Regions from separate parts of the Mus musculus genome. Here all the other regions are linked to region 1. A link is a contact called in public Hi-C and Micro-C data. All regions are on one chromosome and are shown on one strand. Each heading gives the region's core, a stretch centred on a gene start, on an enhancer-like site or on the middle of the called end of the contact. The rest is flanking DNA. Distances are from core to core; before and after follow the strand shown. Region 1 holds the start of Acp1 (acid phosphatase 1, soluble). Region 2 holds the start of Prkar2b (protein kinase, cAMP dependent regulatory, type II beta). Region 3 overlaps Prkar2b (protein kinase, cAMP dependent regulatory, type II beta).

Evidence for each region. Hi-C and Micro-C count contacts between places; a contact is called where the count stands out from the background.
Region 2: a contact with region 1 is called in a Micro-C map of embryonic stem cells, with 10 times the contacts expected there. The contact joins the promoter of Prkar2b here to the promoter of Acp1 in region 1. A contact is called at or near these places in 1 of 484 Hi-C or Micro-C datasets (embryonic stem cells) and 2 of 115 datasets of contacts at active chromatin or transcription factors (embryonic stem cells and thymic regulatory T cells).
Region 3: a contact with region 1 is called in a Hi-C map of muscle stem cells, with 3 times the contacts expected there. The contact joins the enhancer-like site here to the promoter of Acp1 in region 1. A contact is called at or near these places in 1 of 39 promoter capture datasets (liver) and 2 of 484 Hi-C or Micro-C datasets (muscle stem cells and uterus).

Annotation. Positions count from the first base shown.
Region 1 is chr12:30,909,726-30,913,703 of GRCm38.p6, reverse strand. Acp1 (acid phosphatase 1, soluble) reads left to right here and starts at 2,092. Exons shown (of 6, transcript NM_021330.4): 1 at 2,092-2,214. The coding sequence starts at 2,172. Sh3yl1 (Sh3 domain YSC-like 1) reads right to left here and starts at 2,035. Exons shown (of 10, transcript NM_013709.5): 1 at 1,477-2,035. The coding sequence starts at 1,477.
Region 2 is chr12:32,059,254-32,063,231 of GRCm38.p6, reverse strand. Prkar2b (protein kinase, cAMP dependent regulatory, type II beta) reads left to right here and starts at 1,955. Exons shown (of 11, transcript NM_011158.4): 1 at 1,955-2,450. The coding sequence starts at 2,150. It overlaps Gm51992 (a long non-coding RNA gene), which reads left to right. Exons shown (of 3, transcript XR_003950224.1): 2 at 194-319; 3 at 949-1,013.
Region 3 is chr12:31,962,614-31,966,591 of GRCm38.p6, reverse strand. It overlaps Prkar2b (protein kinase, cAMP dependent regulatory, type II beta), which reads left to right. Exons shown (of 11, transcript NM_011158.4): 8 at 1,403-1,477; 9 at 2,629-2,694; 10 at 3,455-3,593. Among named protein-coding and RNA genes, the nearest start is that of Hbp1, 14 kb to the right of the region's middle. Within about 2 kb of position 2,066, at least 14 of the 459 cell types and tissues checked have an H3K27ac peak or open chromatin away from gene starts, as enhancers often do. A contact at or near this core is called in muscle stem cells, where this site is marked.

The sequences.
Region 1 (3,978 bases), core at 843-3,342:
TTGGATGGGGACAAAGAACTGGAAGCAAAGGGCAGAAAAAAATCTTTGCTTTGTATCTGCTTCCCAGAGAAATTGAGGGAAATGTTGGGATAGGAAAAGATCACAGATGCATGCTTTGTGCATGTCAGTTAAAAAAAAAGGGGGGGGGATAAGTGAATGTTATGGTAGAGTCCTGCACTTCACAATACCACCTGCAAATGAGTGAATGGACAAGGACTCTTAGTCACAATGTATCAATTAAAAAAAACCAGAGTAAATGTAACCAGAGTTTTAAAGCTAATTTTCTTTGAAAGGTAAAAAAGAGAAAAAACAAAAACCAAGGTAATATTGACTTATTTCACAGACATTGAACACAGTGAGCCAATAACCAATTCTCCTTAGTTAAGATGCAACAAACAGGATGAATGTTATCACTTAGTCTATTTTAACCTCCAACATAGCAATTTACAAACAACCAGATGCTACTATGGTATTTCAATAACAGGCCACAGAGCAGAATAAAACAGCACCTTCAACCCAGCCGTGTTATTCTCTAAACTTTGTGTACAAGTGAACTAACTCATTAGTAATCGAAACATTTCCTCATATCTCAAGGAAAATACCTGGGCCAGCAGGAATACAGAACCTGTTCACTTGGTAAACACAGAACAGGGCAAGGCTTCTGCCCCAGGCCAGGGCATTCCTCCATGGAGGTGGTTACTTCAAGTCTTTCTTCCCTGGTCTGCCTTGGCAGGGCAGTAGTAACATCTGTTGAAAAGAAGCCGGCACATTTTGCCAGGGGAGAAACCTGCTTCCTATTGTTACCTATTCCTATTGTTCAGAGCACTAAAAGAAAACAAAACAAACAAAACAAAACAATAACCAAACCAAACAAAAAAAACCATACAGGCACTATATACTAGAGATGCAGCAATCAAATTACCCTCCACACCACCCCTTTGTAAAGTATCGCAGAACCAAAGACACTGTGTCAAAGTCCTGACACCTCTACCTCTGGAAGTCCCAAACGCATGTGAGCCCCTCCCCTAGGGACTATCCTTTCCCAGAGATCACATTCCCACAAAGGCCCTACACAACCCCCAATCTGCACCTCCTTCATCTGTGTCAAGTACACAGGATGCCAATTCTCAAAACAATTTGAAACCAGAAGATGGTAAAACATCAGATATTAGGGGAAAAATAACAAAATGAAAGTCTGTCTTCAAAACTGGAAATGCTGGAGGAAAAAAAATTTTTTTTCTGCAATGAAGCGGAACGACTGTGGTTAACAATCAACCAAAACCTTTAGCCAGGAGTGTAGAAAACTAATCTTGAGTTCTGAGGATTTACAAAAGGATCCGTGCAGTATGATCTTGGTGGATGCGCCCAGACAAACCCAGGGACTTGACTGTTTTCTCTCCTCTTTCACAACGCCCATCGCAAGAGGAAGAGTTGCCGCGGTGCCGACACGCCCCAGCCGCTCAGACCCTTACTCACTGGTGCCTGCCGCTCCTCTCGGTACCCGAGCTCCTCACTCCAGTCCAGGAAGAGGAAAGCGTTCTCCTTGGTCCGCCTCCCTGACGGGACCCGCCCAGCGGGCGCACACCTGACCCAGGTAAGGGAATAGGTGTATGCCCTGTTTTTGCCAAAGCGATCACTGGTCCTATACCCTTGCTCAGAACGTAGCTCATCTGCGTCCACCCGCCTCATTCCTTTGAAGCCTTGTAAATCACCCCCTCTTCTTAATCGGGGAAACCCACTGCTAAGTACCGTGGCCCGGCCTGGGGTCGGTGGTCCAAAGGGGTAACTTAGCTTGGAAGGGCGGGTAGCTCCGATCGGAGGAGCCACCCTAGGAGGCTCTGCAAGCCGCTATCCTTGAGTTCATTGGCTGCCCTGGCACATCCTAATCCTCCCTGCTCAACACCGTGCCACCCAAGCTGCTCTGGGGGTCGCCCCGCGTTCACCCCGCCCTCACTCCTTAGACGTGCGACCTGGGCAGAGCTCAGAGTGAACGCTAGCCCGGGCTGCCAACCCGAACGCCTAAGCCCCGCCCTCTAGGCGACTTCTGGCCCCGCCTCTGGCCGCGTACGAACGTGGGGCGGCGGACTGCGCATGTCCACGGTCAGAACCCTGGCAGTGCGCATGCGCCTCGTCCCGACGCGGTTTCTGGGCGCCAGGGTCTGCACCGAAACATGGCAGAGGTTGGGTCCAAGTCAGTGCTGTTCGTGTGTCTCGGTAAGGACTCGCCGACTTAAGGGTCTTTTTCTTTGGGACCCTGAAGTGCTCTCCCTGTTAGGCTTCCGAACAAGAGCGCTGGGCGGAGGAAGCAGATCAGAAGGCCTTGGCTGGGCCCGCGTCTGAGCACATACTCGTTTGTCTGCCTTTTTCATATGCATCCCCCATCATCTGGTACTCCTCTGAGCCCGAGATCTGTGTAATTTTTGTCCCAGATTATGCCCTTCCAAAGCCCATGTCACCCTTCCGAGTGCCCTTCAACCACAAATCTTTGTGCGAGTTCTCTCTCTCAAGCCCGTAGACCCCTCTCACTTGCTCCTCCTCTTTTAAGTCTGAGAGTCGCCCATCATCTGCTTTGGCAGTTACTTCCAAATCTCTGTGCTGAAAAATATCCAACCAAAACAACTTTAGGGAGAACAGATTTGTTTTGACTCAGTTTCAGAGGTTCAGGCCCCTTTTGAATGGTTGTAGATTCTGGGCTTGTGGTGAGGCAAGGCATCATGGTCCTTCAAGGTGGCCAGAGCATGAGTCAGGGACTATTTGCTCCTGTGGACGGGAATCACAGAAGGGGAGAGTAGAGAGCAAGACAAGCGTTAGCCCCAAGAGCACGCATCGGGATGTATTTTCTTCTGCTCAGCCACACTTGTATCTTTCATTACCTCCAGTCATTTCCTCATATTTTGAATCTACTGGGTTAAACCATTGACTAGGTCAGTGCCCTTATGATCACATCCTCGGGGGATAAGCCATCACCGACGTCCTGAGAGTTGTCTTTTTCTAATCAGTTAAGGTCTCGATGACGATTAATCATCATCCCTGTTATTCCCTCATGCTCTTGTCCGTCACCTAACTTGCTTTTCTTCCTTTGAACCCTCTCACCTGCTAACTGGCCCAGGTGGCTTCATATCTGTAGTGTGACTCTCTAAGCTGGCCCCTTCTATTAGAACAGCTGGAGTTCTTGCCGGAAACCCCCACCCCCACCCCTGTTCCCCATTGTGCCAACGTGAGCCTAGGTTACAGGAAGACCATTCTGTGACAGGTTTGTTTGATGTCATCCTTGGGTCACAGTTGCTATGGTTCTCAGCCAGTCTCTTTTCTTTAGGTCTCTCTGAAACCTTGGTTTTCAGTCCCTAGGACAATTACTCATGCCATGTGAAAAACAGTTTGTTTTTAAATGAATAATCTTTTAAGTACCTTCTAACACAGAATTTCAACCTTGATTCTCCTTTACATAATATGCAATTCTTTCTTTTTTCAGAGTTCTTGCCTCCTTGACTCCACCCTGAGGGGCAAGGGTTAAATTGTCAACAGTCCAGCTATTTGTCTTTTGTCCTCTGCTTTTCCTACAGAGTGACACTCCTCTTTAGGCTAGAAGTCTGCCAAGACTTTCTGTCTACCTCGCTTTATCTTTCCCACCCACCTGTGGGGACTGCCCTTAAGAAACTGTTGCTGTCCTATGCCTTGATGGTATGGTTAACTTTACTGGGAACCTTAATGCTGGGTTTTGCTTGAAAAGCCATCTGTTTTATAAAGTCAAAATGATGAAAAAAAAGTCAAGGATTTTTTATACCCAGACCATTGGTACCCCCCCCCCGAGATATTTTATTCCATAAGTTGCATTTTTATTTGACAGCCTGTGGAGCTCTTAGGAAGAGTTATCTGTCTTGTGGGCAATAGCTTTTTTCCCTTTATTATTCCACTTTTCAGTACAAGGTACTGTGTGTGATAGTTGCAAGATATCTGTACTAGGTAATTTCTATGAAG
Region 2 (3,978 bases), core at 706-3,205, 1.1 Mb before region 1:
GTGTTGAACATCCACAGACTAATAATTGTCCCTATACTTGGTTTTCCTCCACCTCTAAGCATTTGCTTGTACATAACTGCTCAAAATAAAGAATATTTTCCCCAAATTTCTCCATTGTAGCATTTAATTGCTATTGCTGTGCAACAAACTACCAAAATTTCAAGGCTAACACATACCTCCTCCTGTTTTTAAGGGTTCACCAACTCCATGGATCAGAACTTTGGTCAGGCACCTACCAGAGGGCTAGAGTGACTTCTAAATGCACCACTGGCCAAAGCAGTCACAATCCCCCTTGCGTTGCACTCCGGGCTTAGGAATGGTAAAGTTGTTCTGTGGAAGAGCACATGGGCTGGGAGGTACCATTACTCACTTTCAGAAAATAAAATGTATGTGGTCAGAAGTTGTAGCCAAAAGAAAAGATGAGTGTTTGCTGCCGGAAGGAGGCTCCTTTCTCTTCCCCACTTTCCTGTTAGCTGACTTAGAGGAAATGACTGGAGGTGGAGGAGCCACAAAGCCAGAATTACACAGCAATGAGCTTGAATGAGCGAGGATTCTTGATCGACATTGAGGACCGCAACGATAAAATCCCATCTTAACTAGTATTCTTTGCATTTTCTGCTGAGCAGTAGGGAGAAACATGATAGAAATACATCTTAGATTATTGGATCTGCAAAACATTTCGGTAGAGAACTTGACTAATACTGTGTTCCATATGGCCTCATGTGAAGACCACATTTTTCTGAGTTTATTTCTTATACACCACACAATTACAATTTAGAAGTATGTTATTTTAAAAAAAACACACACCAGTATTATTATTATGAGGTTAAGAAACTGAACTTGAGAAATGAATTCCCTTATGAAAAAAAAAGATAAATAAACATTGTAAACAAATGGGTAAGAAGCAATTTTTAAAAAATAAAACGAAATGATATTTTTGATTTCTAGGTTTTGGGTTTCGTGAGTCACATATTTTCCTTATGTGTGGGCAGAAAGGTAAGTGAGAACAACTAAGGAAATAAAATAAAACTCAATAAATAAATAAAACTTAAGAATAAAATAAAACTCAAGTGAGTTTGCACTTGGACTGCTTTACAATGAAATGGGCATCGTAGAAAATAAAGTATGCATATTTATACAGCGTTTAATTTGGCAAAAGATAAATTTTTCTGTTTCAAAATTCTCAGAATAGGCTCGTTTTAAAGACAAGGGTTTTCTTTAAAAAGCACAAATGTGTAGTTCTCTTTTCCTTTTTATTGCTATATTCAAATTTTGGAGATTTAATTGAAGTGACGCAAAGTGTCAGGAAAGGTTTTAAAAATAAGCAACAAGAGGCTAATCAGGTAACACACCCTTAGTTGTCTGTCCAGCTGCCCTGACTACCCTGTATCCTGTCTTGAAGGATCAACTAACTTTGTTAAGTGCTACACAATAAATGCGGCCTTTGTCTCAGTAACCAGTAGGAAATGTACTAAGCAGAGTGTGGCAGAGCATCTGTAAGGCAAACCATCACAGCCACGAGGCTAAAAGGCGGAATTAAAGAAAATTTTGTGACAGACAAGTGGCAGCATCTCTTTTATCCAGAAGAGAACCAGTAGGGCTGTGCGACTAACAAAAGACACCACGCACGTTTCTCTTGGGGTTGGATTCTAGGAAAAGGAAAAGCCACCAAGGTGGAGGCTGAAGTTTCAGCAGGAATTGCGCCGCACCAACTCTGCGTGGGACAGGGAGAAAGGTGCGTGGGATTCGCTCAGGGAGCTCAGGTGGAGCGCGCGGCCTCAGCCCCACGCCCCAGGCTCAGGCTGCCTCCACCCTGGGGCCACTTGAGAGGCGGCAGTGCTCCCGCCCGCCGGGTTGCCATGGTTTCCGGGGATCACGTGGGCGCGCGGGCGGAGGCGGGGCGCCGGGCGGGGGGCGGCGCAGCGGCGGCGGGAGCAGGAGCGGGAGGAGCTGGAGATGCTGCCAACCCTCCCCGGGCTGTGCTCGCTCTGCTGCTGCCGCCGCACGGAGCAGCCTCGCCGGGGGCCCAGTGCGCCGCGCTCGCAGCCGGTAGCGCCCGGGGCGCTCGCTCGGGAGCCGCGCAGCCCGAGACCGGACCGCGGATAGGGGGCGAGGGCGGCGTCCAGGCGCCTCGGCGTGCACGGGCAGGATGAGCATCGAGATCCCCGCGGGGCTCACGGAGCTGCTGCAGGGCTTCACGGTGGAGGTGCTGAGGCACCAGCCCGCCGACCTGCTGGAGTTCGCGCTGCAGCACTTCACGCGGCTGCAGCAGGAGAACGAGCGCAAGGGCGCCGCGCGCTTCGGCCATGAGGGCAGGACCTGGGGGGACGCGGGCGCAGCCGCCGGGGGCGGCATCCCCAGTAAGGGTGTCAACTTCGCCGAGGAGCCCATGCGCTCCGACTCCGAGAACGGCGAGGAGGAGGAGGCCGCGGAAGCAGGGGCGTTCAACGGTGAGGACCGGCCCCCTCGCGCCCTGAGCCCCGGCCGCCGCGTCCGCCTCACTCTCGAACCCCGCCTCGCTCTTGAACCCCGGGCTGAGCTCCCCACCTTCCCCGTGCTCTCCACCTTCCCATTACGCCCACCCCCTCAGCACCCATTTCGGTCGCTCCCACTCGCCCACCTTCCTACTCAGCTCTCTTGTCATGCCCTCCCTTTCTCTGGAGGTGGGGAAAGGAGAGGTTGCGCTCCCGCTGCCCCTCTGTCACCTCTCTTTCCGGGGCGATTTAGGGTGGGCATCTTGCTGGATCGTTAACTTTCCCGTGGTTGGAGATGTCTCAGGCTCCGGGAGTACCATTGTGCATGAAGGGCGCTTGGCGGCCTCTTTTCAGCCCTTTAGATTTATTAATGGAGTGTTCTGGGAGAAAGGGCGAAGCATGTAGGACTCAGTGAGAAGAGTGTGAAATCGGACTCGCTGAGGTAAAACAAATTAACGATAATAGCTGTGACATTCTTGGAATACGAATAATTTATTTTCCAGTTTTTCCAATACCATGTGGTGGCGATATTTTTGGACATATAACAAAGGAGCATATTTAGCCTGATACCTAGGGGGTCTTTGGCATGAGGAAATAGGCCAATGATTTTCTTTCTTTAAAAAAAAAGATACAAAACATATATTGAATGATTTTGATGTTCTTTTTAAAGTGTGTGGAAAAAAAAATAACACCATGGGAAGTTCTAAGAGCTTTGTCAGTTGTCTTAATGAAAAGCCAGCCAGCATCTAAGGACCACGCCAGACACTGAAGCTAGAGAGAATGAATGGGAGAGAAAGGGATTGTTTTAAATAGCTGCTTTTGGCGAGTCCCACCCCTTATGCTTCCCACCTCTCCCTGACACACCAGACACACATGCGTGTTTACACAATATGACCAAACCCCAGGTTTTGCAGGAGCCCGGGCTGAAATGCCGTGGTGTGCAAATGGACAAGTATTTTCCTTGGTGGTGTGAGGCGAGCATGCATGCAGCTTTTATTTGTTGATGCTGCTGGTGTGGGATTTGTGTGTCCACAATGCCTTTCACACAGTGAAAACACTAAAGGGCCATTCACTTCATTTCCCTTACGCCCTCCTCCCAGGAAGATTTTCATTCCTTTGTAGAATTAATTATATGTTGAATGGGTTATAAAATTAATGCATTCTTAGCTTGTTTAAAACACACAAACCCTGGATGTTAGTGCTCTGTGAATGTGAAAGATTGCTATTTAGATTTTTAATTTGGGACATTTGGGTGCTTTGAGAATAGGGTAATCATAGTTTTAATTGTTCCCACACCAAATCAGATGCTTGTCTCACTAGGAAGGGGAACTAGACAGCATCTTACACAGATGGTATAGAAAGGACAGTGACGTCTAATACTTGTATGCACACACATTTGTGCACATGCTATGTGTCTGTGGCATGGGGATGCAAGCGCAGGCAAGCAATGCACAATGGAAAAGGGGACTAGTGTCCTGAATGGGAGGCACCAAGGAGAAGGGAG
Region 3 (3,978 bases), core at 817-3,316, 1.1 Mb before region 1:
CTTTGAAGAAGGCCACCGAGGTCCCTTGTCTGTACCTCTCAGACAACTTTGCTAACTGCTGCACTTCCACCCTGCCATAGACATTAGCTTCCTGCTGTTGCATACGCATGCCAGCCCTCCCTTCAGATCTATGCATGTGCTGTCTGCCTAGGACAGCCTCCCCCACAACTCCATGGCTTCTCCATGAATCTCCTTCATTTCTTAGCTCAAATGCCTCCTCAGTGAGACCACCTGTTTCTTATCTTTGAAGGTTCATGAAAGAACCGTTACCTTACAAATTCGGCTCTGCCAAAATTCATTGTGAAAGTGCTTTTCTAGACATTTTATAATAGATAAAGCCTCATATTTGAACTCTCTTGAAAGCGATTATAGAGAACTAGGTACATGTTCCCATGGTGTCGTAAAATAGCAAATGTTGGCGTGGTCGTGTCTCTGTGAGTCGCCGGTTTATGCCTGGGAGAAACTTGGCCATGTTGTGGAATGCGCAGACAGCTGATCTTCTTTAGAAACTCCTGTCCTCAAATAGAATGTATCAGGGAGGTAATCCAGTCAGATAGAGCCATGTGACGTGACAGAAAGCAACCCAGGAAGGGACTTTGGCAAATCGGAGAACATGTGCTCCCTCTAAGGGAACAGCTGCCATTCCACCATAGCTTTACTGCTGCCATATGGAAATTTGGGCTGGGGGTTGGCTGAGTCTTCTGGTATTTTACAGGAAACTAGAAATACGATTTTGTCTACTTCAGGATTCTAGCAGTTAATGTAGCAACTACACAAGGGAAAACAGTTGGGTTTATTTAACTATGTAGGCCGTCCCTTGTAAACATGTAAACCAGGTAAGGCTACGTGATTGGTCGGTGTATTATCAGGCTTCCCCAGAGGAACAGAGTTTATATCATACATACATGCATGCCTGCCACTTATTAGAGTGGCTTATAGGCTGTGCTCCCACAAGTCCAACAAAGCCTGTCTCCTAATGGAAAGTGCAAGAATCCAATAGTCCACTAGGATGGGTATCTCAGCTGGTCTTGAGTATACTCTAGAATCCTGAAGAAGTAGGCTCTAATGCCAGGCTGGGAATGGACTTGCTAGTGTGAGAGAGTGAAGGCAAGCAGGCAGAGGGAGCAAGAGCTTCCTTCTTGCACGCCCTTTATTTAGGCTGCAGCAGAAGCTGTGGCCCGGGTGAAAGGTGGATCTTCCCAGCTCAAAAACTGGATTAAAGATGCATCCTTCCACCTTAAAAATCTGGATTAAAAACGGGTTTTCCCATTTCAAGTGACATAAGGGAAAATAATCCCTCCCAGGTGTTTCCAGCCTCTTGGGTTTTAGTTAATTCCAGATGTAGTTAAGCTATAACCAGAAATAGACACCACAGTCTCTAACACGGTGCTCTTCTTTGTAGGTTTCTGAACGCCTGAAGGTGGTGGATGTGATTGGCACCAAAGTTTACAATGATGGAGAGCAGATCATTGCTCAGGTACGGTACTGAGCTGCCATTCCTTTAGGCTTACATTCCAGAAGGTTCAACTTTGTTTTCATAATTGGTACGCAGTATTAGATTAAATGAATATTTCTTCCACCAGACAACTTATCAAAAATGCTTTTGCAGCTGGTAAGTAATCTGGATGTTTTTGTTTATATAATTTATTTCTAATGACTGTGCATTAAACCATTACCTAGCTGAGTAGTTTGCAGTTTGTAACATGAAATCCGCATGTATAGTGGGAGTAAGATGTCTTGTGTAAGAGGGAAAAGTGGGGGCTATTCCATGAAATTACCAAGAACCCAGGTCCACAGGCAGATGAGTTTTGCGTGATTAGCTCTTGAGATCTGCTTCCAGATAACACTCACCAGAAGGAGTTCACATTGTACCATGTGCAAGCACTGAATGCATTAATAAGAATCCCCTCTAACCCTCATGTTTTTCTGAACTCCCAGTGGGCGCCAGTTGTATTACAGTACCTGCTAGCCAGAGAGCTCGTAGAAAGTAGGCTGTATAGACAGTTGAAGGGTGCGCATGAATGAGTGGGTTTCTAACGAGAGTTCATGCAAAAACCAGGAATACTGGGGGTGTACGTAGAGAAGGCGCCTTTCGTTCCCAGCAGTCTTTTCAGAGCCGGAAGTACACTGTCATAGACTGACATGTCAGCTTGGTGCCTGAAGGCCGTAAAAGCTCATCTATTGCTTCCGAAAGCTCCCAGTTGCTTTTGCTCCTGGCAAGTCTCTGTGCTAGTGCTAGTTGCCTTGGGTGGACACAGTGCTACTTTCCTAGGATTGCGGAATGACTGACGTAGCCTGCTGGTGGGAGGGGCTGCTGGGACACACAGCAGGGAACACAGAATGACTGACATAGCCTGCTGGTGGGAGGGGCTCCTGGGACACACAGCATCTGCTATCCTTTCTTGTAAACTGCTCAGCACAAAATTTTGAGGTTACTTGCCATATTTTCTGGTAGAGAATGTATTATTTCGAATGCCTAAGAAGTTACTGTAGAATTATCGTAACCTCAGGATGTAGTCTGGTCTATGACTTCACTTTACGGACTGGAACCTGTAGGCTGGCTTCAAAGGCATGATTTCAGAGATGCTGTGGAACTTGAACATTCACCCTGCATTTTTGTTTTAATAGGGAGATTTGGCAGACTCTTTCTTCATTGTAGAATCTGGAGAAGTGAAAATTACTATGAAAAGAAAGGTAAACAGCCCCCAAATTCCTCATATCCACAAGGAAAATATGGATTTTTTTTTTTAAAAAAGAACGATCTCAGACTTCAATGTAACTGACTTGTTGGCTCCTTAGGGACACTATGCCCCTCCTTAGAATTGGGAACAAAACACCCATGGAAGGAGTTACAGAGACAAAGTTTGAAGCTGAGATGAAAGGATGGACCATGTAGAGACTGCCATATCCAGGGATCCACCCCATAATCAGCATCCAAACGCTGACACCATTGCATACACTAGCAAGATTTTATTGAAAGGACCCAGATGTAGCTGTCTCTTGTGAGACTATGCCGGGGCCTAGCAAACACAGAAGTGGATGCTCACAGTCAGCTAATGGATGGACCACAGGGCTCCCAATGGAGGAGCTAGAGAAAGTACCCAAGGAGCTAAAGGGATCTGCAACCCTATAGGTGGAACAACATTATGAACTAACCAGTACCCCAGAGCTCTTGACTCTAGCTGCATATATATCAAAAGATGGCCTAGTCGGCCATCACTGGAAAGAGAGGCCCATTGGACTTGCAAACTTTATATGCCCCAGTACAGGGGAATGCCAGGGCCAAAAAGGGGGAGTGGGTGGGCAGGGGAGTGGGGGTGGGTGGGTATGGGGGACTTTTGGTATAGCATTGGAAATGTAAATGAGCTAAATACCTAATAAAAAATGGAAAAAAGAAAAAAAAAAAAAAAGAACGATCTCAGACTTCAATGTAACTGACTTGTTGGCTCCTTAGGGTAAATCAGAAGTTGAAGAGAACGGAGCTGTGGAAATCGCTCGGTGCTTTCGGGGCCAGTACTTTGGAGAGCTTGCCCTGGTCACTAACAAACCAAGAGCAGCGTCTGCACACGCCATCGGGACTGTCAAATGCTTAGGTAGGGGTCATGGTGGCTGGTTATGTCTGTATTCCAGGCCTTCCTACCATACAGGTGCTGTGAGCCTTACAAAGTATGACCTGGGTTCGGACTTACTTTAACTATTGACATAAGGACTTCTGGCTAGCACGTTTTATATCTGTGTAGTAGAGAAAATGCCACGTGTTGTGTTCCTCAAAGGAGAAGGCTAAAACGGCACGTTCTGTGCAGTCCGTTATGAAGTTGCAGTGCCAGTGTGGGGCACACGCCCCCTTGCCCAGGCTTTAGGTCTGTGGAAGCATTACCTACTGCTCTTCTTCAGCTTCTTCTTGCTGTCTTCTACCTGGGGAGTTTGGCAGAAGTGCCGCTTTCAGTTGGTATCCGTAGGGATTTTGTGTCTGAGAAA